Regions from separate parts of the Mus musculus genome. Here all the other regions are linked to region 1. A link is a contact called in public HiChIP or PLAC-seq data. All regions are on one chromosome and are shown on one strand. Each heading gives the region's core, a stretch centred on a gene start, on an enhancer-like site or on the middle of the called end of the contact. The rest is flanking DNA. Distances are from core to core; before and after follow the strand shown.

The links. HiChIP or PLAC-seq counts read pairs in DNA pulled down with a chosen protein or histone mark.
Region 2: a contact with region 1 is called in an H3K4me3 HiChIP or PLAC-seq map of embryonic forebrain, with 5 times the contacts expected there. The contact joins the promoter of 1700063D05Rik here to the enhancer-like site in region 1. A contact is called at or near these places in 1 of 484 Hi-C or Micro-C datasets (bone marrow-derived macrophages), 10 of 115 datasets of contacts at active chromatin or transcription factors (craniofacial prominence, embryonic basal ganglia, embryonic forebrain and 6 more) and 1 of 9 other capture datasets (liver).
Region 3: a contact with region 1 is called in an H3K4me3 HiChIP or PLAC-seq map of craniofacial prominence, with 4 times the contacts expected there. The contact joins two enhancer-like sites. A contact is called at or near these places in 8 of 115 datasets of contacts at active chromatin or transcription factors (craniofacial prominence, embryonic basal ganglia, embryonic forebrain and 5 more).
Region 4: a contact with region 1 is called in an H3K4me3 HiChIP or PLAC-seq map of embryonic hindbrain, with 6 times the contacts expected there. The contact joins two enhancer-like sites. A contact is called at or near these places in 1 of 484 Hi-C or Micro-C datasets (reprogramming fibroblasts) and 6 of 115 datasets of contacts at active chromatin or transcription factors (craniofacial prominence, embryonic basal ganglia, embryonic forebrain and 3 more).
Region 5: an H3K4me3 HiChIP or PLAC-seq map of forebrain shows a contact between it and region 1, with 5 times the contacts expected there. The contact joins two enhancer-like sites. A contact is called at or near these places in 7 of 115 datasets of contacts at active chromatin or transcription factors (craniofacial prominence, embryonic basal ganglia, embryonic forebrain and 4 more).

What each region holds. Positions count from the first base shown.
Region 1 is chr9:41,934,505-41,937,371 of GRCm38.p6, reverse strand. No RefSeq gene overlaps it. Among named protein-coding and RNA genes, the nearest start is that of Gm36227, 17 kb to the right of the region's middle. Within about 2 kb of position 1,476, at least 142 of the 459 cell types and tissues checked have an H3K27ac peak or open chromatin away from gene starts, as enhancers often do. A contact at or near this core is called in craniofacial prominence, embryonic basal ganglia, embryonic forebrain and 3 more, where this site is marked.
Region 2 is chr9:41,204,780-41,207,646 of GRCm38.p6, reverse strand. It overlaps 1700063D05Rik (RIKEN cDNA 1700063D05 gene), which reads right to left and starts at 1,492. Exons shown (of 5, transcript NR_040392.1): 1 at 1,318-1,492.
Region 3 is chr9:41,271,773-41,274,639 of GRCm38.p6, reverse strand. No RefSeq gene overlaps it. Among named protein-coding and RNA genes, the nearest start is that of Gm25401, 66 kb to the left of the region's middle. Within about 2 kb of position 1,344, at least 110 of the 459 cell types and tissues checked have an H3K27ac peak or open chromatin away from gene starts, as enhancers often do. A contact at or near this core is called in craniofacial prominence, embryonic basal ganglia, embryonic forebrain and 1 more, where this site is marked.
Region 4 is chr9:41,324,476-41,327,342 of GRCm38.p6, reverse strand. No RefSeq gene overlaps it. Among named protein-coding and RNA genes, the nearest start is that of Gm25401, 14 kb to the left of the region's middle. Within about 2 kb of position 1,387, at least 26 of the 459 cell types and tissues checked have an H3K27ac peak or open chromatin away from gene starts, as enhancers often do.
Region 5 is chr9:41,390,689-41,393,555 of GRCm38.p6, reverse strand. Mir100hg (Mir100 Mirlet7a-2 Mir125b-1 cluster host gene) reads right to left here. Exons shown (of 5, transcript NR_131928.1): 2 at 257-362. Among named protein-coding and RNA genes, the nearest start is that of Mir100hg, 16 kb to the right of the region's middle. Within about 2 kb of position 1,440, at least 30 of the 459 cell types and tissues checked have an H3K27ac peak or open chromatin away from gene starts, as enhancers often do. A contact at or near this core is called in forebrain, where this site is marked.

The sequences.
Region 1 (2,867 bases), core at 227-2,726:
AGCCTTGGTCCATTGGGCACCACTGACCATCCACACCCTAAGATACTCTAAAATACCCCACCTTCACAGTATTCCACTTCATTTTAACATAGCAAAGCATTAATAGTCTGGCCGAAGTGTTCTCTCTCTCTCTCTCTCTCTCTCTCTCTCTCTCTCTCTCTCTCTCTCTCTCTCTCTCTCTCTCCTCTCTCTCTCTCTCTCTCTCTCTCTCTCTCTCTCTCCCTCCCTCCCTCCCTCCCTCCCTCTCTCTCTCTCTCTCTCTCTCCCTCCCTCCCTCCCTCCCTCCCTCCCTCCCTCTCTCTCTCTCTCTCTCTCTCTCTCTCTCTCTCTCTCTCTCCCTCCCTCCCTCCCTCCCTCCCTCCCTCCCTCCCTCCCTCCCTCCCTCCCTCCCTCCCTCCCTCCCTCTCTCTCTCTCTCTCTCTCTCTCTCTCTCTCTCTCTCTCTCTCTCTCTCTCTGTTTTTTTTTCCTGGTGGCCTCCCTCCCAACTCCATCCCCTTCCATCTCATTGGCTCCAGACAAGTACTGGGGAACCAATGAGATTCCTCTTCTTCATTCATGTCCTAGCAACAAGCCCAGTTCCAATCTTTCTCTGCCAAACTAACACCTGAAAAATTACATCATGAATAATGGCAAAAAGCAGCAAGGGCCAGAGAAGGGCTTTTTTTTTTCCCCCTTCAACTGTCTGCTGCAGAGTTCATTTAAGGTGTTTTCGTCTAGATTCTTAAAGCAACAATGTCCTAGGTTTTTGCTGATCTTTTTCAGCATACATACATACATATATATATATATATATATATATATATATATATATATATATATGCTGTTATCGAATGAAGTAACAGCTTTTGAAGCTAAATAAAAGGAAAACATTTTAATGGGGTTCACTGTATAGCCGTCCACACACACCCCTCCCAAGTCTGCGTTTAGAGGAGCGGAGGGGAATTAGACTGCTCTCCTATATTCTTAAGGAAAGGACGAAATTGGCCCAAGCCTCACAAGGCAGCACATCCACCCACTGTTCAACACAAAAAAAACGTAGTCCCCTTCCTGGCGGTGCCCCCTGCTCTTGTTAAATATCCCCTAGGCCCCTTTCATTACTCTTTGGGGATAAAGAAGCCATTCTTTATGAGGATCATGGAGCCAGGGAATGAGGTACCTGGAGAGTCTTCCCCGGAAGTGAAGTTGTATAGGGTATGCAGAGTGGGGGTGCTTTAGTGCGTTTAGTTCCGTACACGTGGGGGCAGCGAATGCAAACTCGTAGCTGGGGAACCACCACAGGGACAATGACATCCAGATGACCTGGGCGGGGGCGGGGGGTGGGGGAGAGGAAACTGAGAAAGAGAGGTGAGGTGATGTGGTGTGGGCTTGCAGGAGGATGATGGGGGAGGGGGATGGAGGCCCTGGAGGGGGTCGGGGCTGTGAATGGAAAGGTCCACCCTTCTAGGCATTTTTCAAGTCCCAGACGCCGCTTCCGGCTTCCCCCACCCCACCCAGTCTAGAGCAGACGCGCGCGAGGAGACTCAGACACAAAGGACCACAGCCCTGCGCAGGAATCGAAGGGGGAGGGGAGGGACACCTGCCCGCGTGCACGTGCAGGGGCGCAGCCAGGGAAGACCCTGTGCTCAGTCTCTTGCTCTCCCCTGCAGGATCTATGCGTGGCAGGATCTGGCAAGGGCCCCAGGAGTCGGCTACAGGGGGTGCTTGGCTGAAGGAGCAGAAAATAGGTCCACTGGGTGCCTGGCTCCCTGATAGTGTTTGCTGATCTCCTCAGCCATAGCCTTGGCAGCAGGTGGTGCCTCCAGACAGCCTGCCTGGGTGCTTGTGAAAGCGAGTAACTGCATAAATTCTGCGTAGGAAAGAGAACCATGCCAGCGAAGGGACTAGGTGGAGGAGGGAAAAGGGTTTGTGGGAGCTTGCTCTTCGGAAGGAGGTAGAGTCGGTAAGCTCATAGTCACTCCCCCACACAGGTTACACTAATGTTCTTGCTCAACTGCTGCCATGGCGGGTGCGGGAGGAATCACCGAGTGGCCTGAGGGGCTCTAGGCAATCCGTGTCTTTTTATCTACCTACCAGGGTTTCAGCCTGTTTTCCTGGGATCCAAGAAAGAGACCCAGGCTCGAAAGCATCCCAGCGCACAGTGCAGAGAATTTGGATGATGCTCTGATATTTGGGAGAAACAGGTGGTCGTTCAGCTCAGTGAAAAAGTCACCAGGGGAAGGAGCCCCACAGCGGGGTCTTCTGTTGCATCTTTCTTGGGCAGGGAGGTCTAAAGCTGTGGGATCCTGTCTCCTCCCCAATGTCATTGTTAGTGACAGAGGGAGGTGTTGCAGGTATGCAGGGGTGGGGTGGGGTATGGCTTCCACAGAACTCAGTCATGCCAGTGCCAGCATGATACCCTCCTTGGTACTGGGCAGCAACCCTGGGTTGGGGTGATATTCCTACCTCGAAGGTTTATGTCCCCACACCACCCGGGGCCTCTGTAGTATAACTTGTTTCTGAATCCCCCCTCCCCCCTCCCCCCCAGCCTGGTTCCTTGTCCTTATTGTCCTTCCTGGGACAGGATTCTTCTGGCTAGGCTTTAAGAGTTGGTTTTCTGAGCAGGAGTGATGGCTCAGTGGGTATGTGTCTGACCTCAGTGCCCCCACTGCAAGATGAGGATCTGAGATAGAAGAATTCCCGGGAAAGCTCATGAGCCCTGTCACACAGAGCATCGAGCAAATGACCCTGTCCCAAACAAACTAACAACGCAAGGTTTTCCTTTAACTCCACAAGTGTGCCTGCATTCTAACACATGAACACACACACCAAAATGACATTATGCACACACATACACACACACACACACACACACACACACACACACACA
Region 2 (2,867 bases), core at 243-2,742, 730 kb after region 1:
GTCTTAAGCGGACGCACAGAGTGACGTAACTCCTTAAAGAGAAGCAACGACGAGCTCAGCGCTGCCACCCAGTGGCGCCAGCAGCTCTTCATTTCCAGGCTTGTATAAACCAGACTTAGTCCTGTGGAGCATCTGGTCCACAAATCCTCTCAAAGGATCAAATCCTCTCTTCACAGTCCGTGTGTCCTTTTGGCGACACGGTGAGAACTCCTCACCTCCGCCTCCCCAGGAGTTGTCTGTGTCTAACATCAAGGCCCTCTCTTTTTCCTGACAATGACGCGTTCCGGAAGGAATCCTGGGCAGCCTTGGGTTTTCTCTCTAGAGCTCCCAGGCACTGGTCCTCCAGCTGGAAGCCTGGGGTTCAAGGGAAAGCTTTGAAGAAGGAAGCAGACATGTTCTCTCTAAGCAAGAGCAGCACAATTTTCTAGGGGAGGGCCCAGTCACAGTTGCACACAGACTGAATGCTTAGAATTGGGTTTATGTGACAGTAAAAGAATAAATTGTACCTAACGAATGAATCCCATCTGGCAAAACAACGGAGTTCTCTTCTCTTAGTTATTTACAAAATAAAACAACAACAACAAACGGGGGCTGGGGCGTATTTCCAGCACAGAAATATTCCCAGGACAGCCCTGCAATGCAGTCGCTATACAACATCAGCAAAATGTCCAGGAGTGCTGTGCCCTTTCTAATGCTCCGCTGTCTGCTAGGGCACCCCAGGACCTTCTGCTCAGAAGGGAGAGAATTCCCTTGAATCGCATCTCTGGAGTTCTCCTTTTCTCAGTTGCCCCTCCCACCCCCTACTGTACATCCCTAATACAGTCATTCTCTCCCTCTGCTCTCTCCAATGTCTACCTTGAGTAGCTCTCTCCCTCTTTGTCCTCGGCAATTAGACGCGGGGGCGGCAGTAATGACGTTCTACGATGCCTTATGACACGGGTCTTTCTCCCATTTCATTGACTCCCAAATTTGCTCATCTATTGAAATCACTGGGACGCCTGGTGTGGAGAAACTTAACTATAATCCCAGGACTTGGGATGCTGGGGCTGAAGGATCAAGTTTAAGGCCAGAGTGGACTAACATTGTGACACACAGTTTCATAAAGAGCAGAGCAGGGTTAAAAGGCTGAAAATAAAAAACAAACCAAGGATTAAGTCAACGCTGGGAAATCGCTCCTCTGCCCATGCTACCCAGCATTCATGCAAATCATCTTCCACCCATCTTCCACGCTTGGGACAGCCCCGCCTAAATAGACGGGCATCTCCATTTCTTCCTCCTGTACATAAAGTGAGTTATTAGCCTGTAACCTAAACTCACTTCAGCTCAAACACTGTCCAAACTCTTCAAACATTGACATCATATAGAAACACAGCTTCTCCTCTGAAAGCCCAGATCTCCTTACGGGAGGTCGAGTTGCTGGGTTTTATAATAACCTAGGGAGGAGCATCTTGTTTTAACTGCAGGGACCCAAGCAAGACAACAAACTACAACTAAGGACCTTCTTGATTGTGACCCAGTCTCACAGAATCTGGAATTTTCAGTGCAGCCTGATAGCTAAACTCCTCTATGATGCAGCCATTGAGGGAAACAGAATAAAAGCCGTTAGACTGGACTCCTAAGAGTCCTTGGGCCCTGGATTTCCTACAGCAGATGCTTAGCTCTTTAAGACTGTAAGGTTAGACTACATCCTGGCTCAGGCCAATTCAGGGACACTGGCAGGCACCCTGCTGGGACACTGTTTGTGAATTCTAAGCTAGCTGGGCTTTCCTTGAGGCACCTCACCTGGGAAGTAAGTTTATATCAAAAGTTGTGCCAATCCTTTTCACCATCTCTTTCCCAGGCTCCTACCTGGGTACCAAGCAGCCTGGCTGCAGGCTCTTGGTGTGAACTTTCCACATCCCCAAGAGCTGAAAGAAGTGGATTCTACCAAGTGGGCTCTGCTTCTCTTCAGAGACCCCACTATGCTGTTTATCCCTGATGCTGGGACATGAACTCTCTCAGAAGCCCCTGCCTTGCTGCCACCCTCTGTCTGTCCATGGTGCTAGTAACAATCATAGTAAATGTGTTAGCCCCTAATCTGCTTCAGTGTCCTGAGCCCACCCCCACCCCCGCATCCAGAGTCACAGCCTCCATCCCTGCCCCAGCTCTCCCTCAATAAAGCCTGTTCTCCACAAGGGGGCAGAGTTTGAACCCAAATCTTGGGTCTTGCCGGTGCCCACCTGCTTGGCTTCTCACATTCTTAGAGATTATTCCCTGGATCCCTTTGTGTCAGCTCACTAATGCTGTTATTCTTGGTCAAAGAGTCCTCTAAACCAACCCCGAGACCATGTATGGCTTACATGTTCCACTAGGCCTCAGACACAAGGAGCAACTAGTACAAGACTCCTTTCTCACAGATTGCAGAGCTTGCTGTAGACCTTTGCCAGACTTACCCTATATCAGCACCAGCTAACCCTGAAGTTACCCTGCAATATTACTGTGTAGTGACAACTGGAGTCCCAGTCAGTGTTCTGCGTAACGTTCTGTTGCTGTGATAGACACCAGGACCAAAAATGAGTTGGGGAGGAAAGGGTTTATTTTAACTTGTAGGTCACTGTCCATCATCAAAAGGACAGATGTTGCCGGTGGGACTGAAGCAGAAGCCGAGAAAGCAGTGCTCCACCATCTCAACCCCAGGCTCATCTTCAACTACATTTCCCATACAGCCAAGCTTCTTATCCTAGAATCACCCAGTTCTTTCTTTCTTTCTTTCTTTCTTTCTTTCTTTCTTTCTTTCTTTCTTTCTTTCTTTCTTTCTTTCTTTCTAAGATTTTATTATTATATCTAAGTACACTGTAGCTGTCTTCAGACACACCAGAAGAGGGCAT
Region 3 (2,867 bases), core at 95-2,594, 660 kb after region 1:
TTTGTCTTTAAAAGTCGGTTTGTTTGTGTTTCACATATTCATTACAAACTCCTTTAGGGCAAACCTGAATGTATTTTTTGATTGCACTTTTTCACTGGTGGCGACTAACACTGAAACACAAAGGTATCTGTGATAAATGAATGATTGATTGAGCAGATGAATGAATGAATGAATGAATGAATGAATGAATGAATGAATGAATGAATGAATGACGAAAGCCAGGAGATGTGAATTCTCTTACATTGGGAAGAAACCTGTGCAGCACTTCCCAGAGTACCTGTCTCTCAGCCAAGAGCATCTCTCTCCTGTGGACAAGGAACTTGAGGAATCAGCCCTGCCAACTTTCCAGCAGGTGCTTCCATGATCTGAAAGGACCAGAGTACTCCATGCCTGGTGTGAGGACTTCACAAGCATTTGCACACACAAGCAGCTCACTAAGTTCGGCTCAGGTGGCTAAAATCCAATTTTTACTCCAGGGACAACTCGCCTACTTAAGTTGACTGAAAGCACCCGGCAAACCACCTACCGAAACCCTCCCCTTTGTCCCTGTCGGTGTGCAGATGATTCGCCAAAGTGTACACACCCCAAATTTATACAGTGTGCCTCAAGATGTCCTTTGTAAGAGGGAGTCGCTGGGAAAACAGCACTTTACAAAAGAGAGCATCAGTCTAGGGGAGGTCCAGCGATGCGGCTGTAGCAGCTCCTGCCACCTCGCAGAGTTCCTAGATAATAGTTCTTTTTTGTCTCCTTCCCTTCTTAAGTCGGTGCAGGGTGGGGTCGGTGGAGGCGAGGGGGATCCAGTCGTTAAAATCTATCTGAGACGCCTACTTGGAGTTCTCTGGGATTTGTGAAAATTTGAGCCTTTCCTAAACAACAAAGAAATCAAGATTCTGGGAAAAGCCCACGCCCCTCTAAGGCTGCTGGTGTGAAATAGAATCGCACCGGGCAATGTTAGCTAGCCATATTACTCTGCGAAGGTGCTCGCAGCTGCAAAGCCTTACAGAAGGAAAGCTGCAGGGCTGGGACCCCACGTCCAGGGGGAGAGCTGGGGCCTCGATGCAGGGGGATGCCCAGACATCGGCCCCGCCCCCATCCCTCCCTCCCTCCCTCCCAGTGGTCATGGCTGAGCAGCCTCGGGTCCGGGTTAAACAAAGAGACTGGTGTGCCTTAGCGGGGTAAAAATCTTTCTTCTCCCTTCGTGCAATAGGTGATATGTAGTAAATTAATAACAGAAAATACCGTAGCCAAAAAATATGGCAGTATTAGAGATCTGGCCCCTTCCTGCTCTTCCATGTCCCTCCCTGACTGCCTTGCAGCTCAGCAACCAGGACCAGACAGCCACCCCCCCCCTCCCTCCTTAGCCATCATTCCCCGCCCCCTTCAAAACTCTTTTATTATCAGTTGAGTCACGTCTCCTGCCAAGCAAAAGGTCATTTCAGGTCATCTTGGAGACGAAAGGACGGGATAATACATTTGAAGGTGCTGGAATTGGCAAGTCCGCGTGTATATATGTATATGTATATATATATATATATATGAGTAAGGGAGAGGGAGAGAGAGAGAGAGAGAGAGAGAGAGAGAGAGAGAGAGAGAGAGAGAGAGAGAGAGAGAGAGAGAGAGAGGTGCCAGCATGCTCAACTCTGCCAGGAAGAGAAGAAATATTTCAAGGCATGACAGGGGCAGCTAGCTGCCCAATCTGTAGCTAATTCCTTATAAAAATAAGAATGTGGTTTATAATTGTGTGCTGCCTGAAGGGTCATTAAAGTTTCTAATTGTTCTCATCCAGTATCTCTTTTCTGGCCATTCATCAGAGAAAGGGTTGCAAAAGTGTTTGTTGTGGAAAGGAAGTGGGGGTGGGGGCCCGTTGTGGGGAGAGGGCAGACTGGGACCTGGAGTAGACTGACTGCGTGGCACTTTCAGGATTTTAGAACCACAAGAGGAAAGCGGACAGCGTGTTTAAGAGTCTCCACAGCACGCACCGGTTGCTTTGTTTTGAGATGAGGAAAGCAAAATTTGCAAATAGTATTTTTCTATGCTGTTTACAAGGACTTTCTCCTCCTCCCCCTTCCTCCTCCTCCCCCTTTCTCTTCCTCCTCCTCCTAAAGAAGATGTCTTCTAACTTTTCTGAGTTGTTAATTCAGTATTATTTCAATAAAGACAATTAGCAGCCTCTGAATTCTCACCAAATACATTTTTTTCCTTCCTTTCCATTCCCACTGCAGTATTTGAATGCCCTGGATTGGCTTCACAGTTTTTTCTAAGAAACAAGAACTACTCTTCTTACTCTTCTTCCTTCCTCCTCTTCCTCTTCCTCTTCCTCTTCCTCTTCCTCTTCCTCTTCCTCCTCCTCCTCCTCCTCCTCCTCCTCCTCCTCCTCCTTCTTCTTCTTCTTCTTCTTCTTCTTCTTCTTCTTCTTCTTCTTCTTCTTCTTCTTCTTCTTCTTCTGTTTTTATTTTAAATAAGACACATGCCAACAGCAATGTGTCCAGGGAGCTAGAGGTTTGGGTAATAAATTATTTGCTCCCACATTCCAAAGTATCTTACATGGAAAGTCCCCATCCACCCTACCTCCCACCAATGGCCTCTATTCCTCCCTGTCTTACTAGCTGTCCTGGTTTGCTTTCTGTTGCTGTAATAAAATACTGACCAAATGCAACTTGGGGAGAAAGGTGGTTCACTTTATCATAAACTATACAATCCATCATGAGGGAACCAGAAGCAGAACCCATAATGAATGCTGCTTAAACTGGCTTGCTTCCAAGATCACCTCCAGCTCCCTATCTTATACCCAGGACCACCTGCCCAAGGGTAGCATGGCCCACAGAGAACTAGCCCCGCCACCACTACCTTCCATCAATTAACAATCA
Region 4 (2,867 bases), core at 138-2,637, 610 kb after region 1:
CATTCTTTTCTTCTCCAGTGAGATGCTGGTGTGAACATCAGAGGGCATTGTATTACTGAACTGATCAGAAAATAACATTGTTACTGATCTTCTGAGAGAGAGAGAGAGAGAGAGAGAGAGAGAGAGAGAGAGAGAGAGAGAGAGAGAGGCAAAGCACAATGTAATGGAGCATTCTTCCTGGTAGGGAAAAAAAAAAGTAAAGGCAGCCCTGCTGGACTGAGTTCAAACATAGCTGACAGACTCCGGGAGAATTTACACTGAGCATGCTTGCCTGCGCGGCTTGCATGAGACACTCTTAATGAATATTACTTCCTTCCCACTGGCTAGCCCTGGAAGTCCACACCCTCCCCTCTTTCAGAAGTCAGGAACTTAGCATCAGCCAAAGCCCAGAAAACAGACTTCCAGGGAGGCCTTGTCTCCCTGATCCATAAACTTTCAGGTTATGACCTGCGGGTCAGCATGACAAATAGAACATGGGGTGAGTTTTCTCTGCCCTTGATTATGTTCCCGGCTTTGTGCCTGCCTGTCCGAAATGGCAGCTACCCCAGAGAGAAGAAAAACAGACGGCTGGCTTTTTCTCTAAAGAAAGAGCTGTCCCAAATGCCTGGATAAAGGCCTTTCTCCAGCCAGCTCTGGGAGCCAGGTCAGAAGGAAGGTTTTTCTTGTGACTTAAAATTCATTGCAATTATTTTTAACTTCTGGCTACAATGAACTAAAATGCCTACCAGTTTTGAAAGCTTACCTGTCACCTCTCTCTAAAATGCTGTGTAACTAAATCTAATCTAAGAATACGCTTAGAATCCATTTTAGCCTGATGTGTCTAACATGCGCATTGCATCCGTGGGCATTCAGCCGACACTGTAAGGCAGGTATTTCTTATTGTTGTGGTTGTTGCTGCTGCGGCTGCCACTGTTGCTTTCCATACAATATTTTCCCTTTCCCTAAGACAGAAAGTCTAAAAATTTAAAAATAGGCTATTTTTCTGACGGTCTTGGAAGACAAGATTGTTACTCAGGGAAGAGGGGACGTGGGGAGGGAAGCCTCAGACAGCATTCACAACAAAAACAGAGGGCACTTTCCTTTTTGAGGAATGATATTGAAATCTATTTTATTATCCACCTGATATTTTCAGATTCCCGTTTATAAGTGCCAAATGACAGTTATATAACATTAAATACTCATTTAAATGACAGTGCTTACTTATCCAGCAAGCTCCAGCAAAGCACACACAGAGTTTTGTTTGAAAAACAATGACATTAGAGTTTAAAAGGGCAAAAGAAACTACGCTTACAAAGAAACATTATCCTCGCAAGCCTCTGAGACAAAGCTTGCCTGGCCAGCATTGATCCATGATTGACAAAAGGTATCTGTCTAAACCTGACAAGAAAGCCAGCTTCTCCTAGGGCCTGTAGCCATGACACAGCCATGCTGTGCTTCTGGTTGGTCCTGTTGTCTGAGGCTGTTGTTACACAAACATCTCCTTGCCTCCTGCTCTTGAACAAATTCAGTCACTCACACGTGCCTCCTTTTCTGTAATTCTGAGAATTTTGGGAGTGTTCAGACATGGGACTTGTTTTGTTTGTTTTCATGCTTTCTCTAAGGGAAGAAAAAAGCTGAGCCCCCCTCCCCAACACACATACACACTGCAAGGTGTTTATATGTACGAGAAAGAGAGCAAATGGATTTCTCAGATGTTAGATTAAGCCAGAGAAAAAGAGAGTTTGGAATGGCTGAACCATCCTCATGGCAAGACATCGTAGAGGTCAGAGAGGACCCATGGCACAGCAAAAAGGGCAGGGACCCTCAGCCTGTAGTAGTGTCTTAGCCTACAACGTCTCCACCCCCCTTCACCAGGGCCCATGTTTGTGTCTCTCTCTCCATAACATAGTGTGACCTCTGGATCTAGTTTCCTGTTCTAGGCAACACGAAGACCTGAGTGAGGTTGGCCATGCTTTTCTTCAGTCAAAAACATCAGAGACATGTTAGGAAATAGTCGTGAAGGCATGGCTGGGATACACCCTAGAAGCCTCTGTATTTAGATAGGAAATCATGGGATGTCATGGGCAGCTTTTGTAAAGAATCAATTCATCTAGAGCAATCCTTTGCCAAGATTCAAATGTCAGCCAATAAGTTGCTTCCCAAATCTGTGGAGGAGATATCTCACACATCCCAGAAATCACAGGTAACACGAAACCATATGGCTTCAGCACTCCCTCCTTTACACAAAGCTGTCATAAAGTGCCATTTGCACATTAAGCACAATAAGAGATCGATAAGAACTACTTTTAAAAGGTAGAGCAATCACTAACAGCATACTGGCTAAGTTAGACATGGTGGCATAAGCCTGTAATCCCTACTACTCAGAGCCTAAAGCAAGAGGATCAGGAATCCCAGAAGAGCTCCAAGAGTGAGGTCAAGGCAAGGTCAAGGCTAGCCTGTGCAATTTCGTGAGACTCTGTTCTGAAATTTCAAAATCTAAAATAAAAGAGTTCTGGGAATATAGTTCAATGATAGGGCGGAGGTCTAGCATACATATCCCCTGGGTTTAATCCTTAAAACAAAAGTGGGTGGTGATGTTAAGTAAAATAAAGATTATTTGAACGCTAGCACCAAGAGAGCTGGTTATGTGCATACAAAGTGGAAATGCTCAAAAAAAAGGGAAGGCTCACGCTCAAGGAAGAAGAGAGTGGAATTGAATGCAGTTCCATGGCACTAAAAATACCATGCAACCAAAAATCTGCAAATTATCCATATAGAGCACTTTTATTTAACATCTTCAGACCCCAATTGACTACTTCCTGAAATCAAAGTTTAGATAAGAGACAGCTTTATGTAGTAATTCATGGATCACAGCGGGCATGAGTACC
Region 5 (2,867 bases), core at 191-2,690, 540 kb after region 1:
TCCCTGGGGGAAATAAATAAATAGCATACAAAAGTTATCCTTTTAATTCAAAGAGTTATCTGGGATCCTCAATGGTAGTCAAAGTTCATGAAACTACTGTGGTGATTATGAAGATGGAAAAATTATTATTTGACTTACACTCGTAATAGCCTCTGGTTGCAGAAAGGATTCCTGTCTCCTGGAAGAGACATGGTGAATAAGGTCAACTGAAGTTGTTTGGTTTTGGAAACATTATCTTGTTGGAGAAAACACTTACTCTTTGCACTTAGGAGCTCCTGGTGGTCTCAGTTGGTCAGCAATAGTGAAACTCTCCTGAAACATCACAGCCTCGGGAAGATGAGGTCAGTCCATTGCAGGATTCACTAAGAGTGAACAGAGAAAGCTGAGTTACCTGGAGTAGGGGTACAATGACTGCACCACGGTCCCAACATTCACCCATGTCATCTCACACGTGGGTGCCCTTAACAAGCTGGGTTTTGTCCCCAGTATTTAACAAACTCCCTTGAATATCTTCTTTACTTGAATATACTTCTTTGAGTGCTGTACTGGGTTTAGGGAGCCAGCAACCTCTGCCTGAACTCTTCATCCTAGAGTATGGGAAGCCATTAACAAAAAGTTTTCAAGACCACAACATATGAGACATTTTGGGCTGGTGTGACTGCATTAATGGAAACACACATTTCTCCCTGAACATTACTGTCAGATGAGACAGTGAAACCCACAGGAATGAGAAGGAAAGCAAGTGTCCCACCCGAGACTATACACACTTCACTTGCTATTCCCCGATGCCTCATCTCCGAACTTGGGTGTAGCCCAAAGCTGAGGCTGAGATCACACAAGCTCCCACTTCTGTTCGTGCTGTGAGCCTCCCAAAGGAGCATTCCCTATCCCCTGGCTTCAGAGGACACAAACCTTCCTTTGATCAGGAAGGCAAGCAGCCAGGCCATGCAAACAGCAAAGGCGATCAACACCAGCATCTGGACTGCAAGGTTGACTGTATTGTCTTCACGAATTAAAAATGACACATCGCAAAGATTACACGGCTCTGGTAGACCTCATGGCCTGCCTGACATGCTGGTTCAGTCTAAATCACGGACTCATTCAGACACCCAAACAAATTAACACATGTTTCTTGATGATACAAAATTGCATCTGTGTGTGTGTGTGTGTGTGTGTGTTCAAACCACTATACAAACACATCATCAATTAAATATTTATCAGACTTCCACTGACCTATGAAAGTCATCATCCACTAGCCCTCAGAGCACCATGGCTGGCTGGTTTTAAAAGCTAGCTTGCAGCTTTGGTCAGTGGAACACATTAGACCTTTCTCTGTGAAAAGCTCTTTCTATCTTTTGAACCGGATCCACACCCTGGGCTGAATGAAGCTTTTAGAACCAGTGAGAACCAGATGGCCCTCCGAGATCATTTTTGAATGTTTGGATCTGAGTCATTTGTATGCAGAAGGTTTCACAAAATAGCAATCTGGGTGGCAGGCTCCAGGCTGGGTCCAGCTTTCCAGACAGCCCATCTTTGCCTACAATTGAGAAGACAATATTGTAAGGTTCCATAAAAATATTGCAACATTTATCTATATGTGTAGCATCAAATAAATGAAGTGTACTTGTCAGGCTGCTATTTCTATGGGAGGTCTCACAGCTCCGCCTTCTCTCCCCTCCTCCCCCACCCCATTCCTTTTGCTTGTTTCCATTCCACCTATAGGGTTTTGTTTTGTTTTGTTTAAATCACAGGCATAGAGCCAGCATTGTGAACCAGCCAGCAGAGGGTACTACGTTACTGGTGCAATAATCCAAGCCACAACAAACACGGAGCTGAGAACATTTAGATGAATTAAAATGGGCTCCACTCAAATTGTGCTCTGGGAGTTCCTCGTTTACAAAGGAAAGGCTGTGGGATGGAAGATATGAGAAGGAGCAGATCCACAAGGTCTGCTCATCCATAAGGAAAGGCGAGGGTCTTAGTCTGAGAGCAGACCAAGGGGTGGAGCACACTCAAGTTCAAAAAGGGGGACGTGATCCAAACTAAGAGGTACGCTTACAGTCATTTACTGTAGAGGAAAACAACTAACTTATATTAACACAGATATAAGCAGAGGGATATTATCGCAATCTTATTTCCAGTCACTCCAAGCTGGAAGGAATCAGAATGCCCCGTAATCCACGAATGGAAGACCAAGAACAGTGTTGTTACATGCGGAACACTATGGAGCTACAAAAGCGAGGAAGTTCTAGCTGGATGAGGATGTGGTAACTTATGACTGTAATCCCAACACTCAAGATGCTGAGACAGGGGATTAATGCTAGTTCAACACTGATGTGGATGGCATAGTAAGGATCTGATCGAATAATAATGAAAAGAGTTACTGACAGAGCAATACGGATGAGCCTAAAGGACATTGTATTGAGTGGAGGACGCCATCCACCCACCCCACCCCCACTCCCTGCCAAGTGTCACCTTCTAATTCCGTTAATACACTACTCTCAGCAAACTTGGGGCTCTAAAGACAGGACATGGCAGAGGTATGTGAGTACAAAGCAGTGGTATGGGAAAACATTTAGGATGGCAAATGTTCTGCTATGAGTGATGATTCCAAACAGGAATTAAAATCATAGACCCACACACCCAAGAAAATTAATTTCTTTATATGCTAGTTTTAGAAGTAAAAGATTTTAAAGAAAAAATATGTGTTTAAGATGACTGCTATAAATATACATATGTATACACATACATATACATGCACATGCACACACACACACACACACACACACACACACACACACACACACACACACACACACCCTGACACAACTGTGAGCAGTATAGGATAAGCGGATACATGAGAAGTC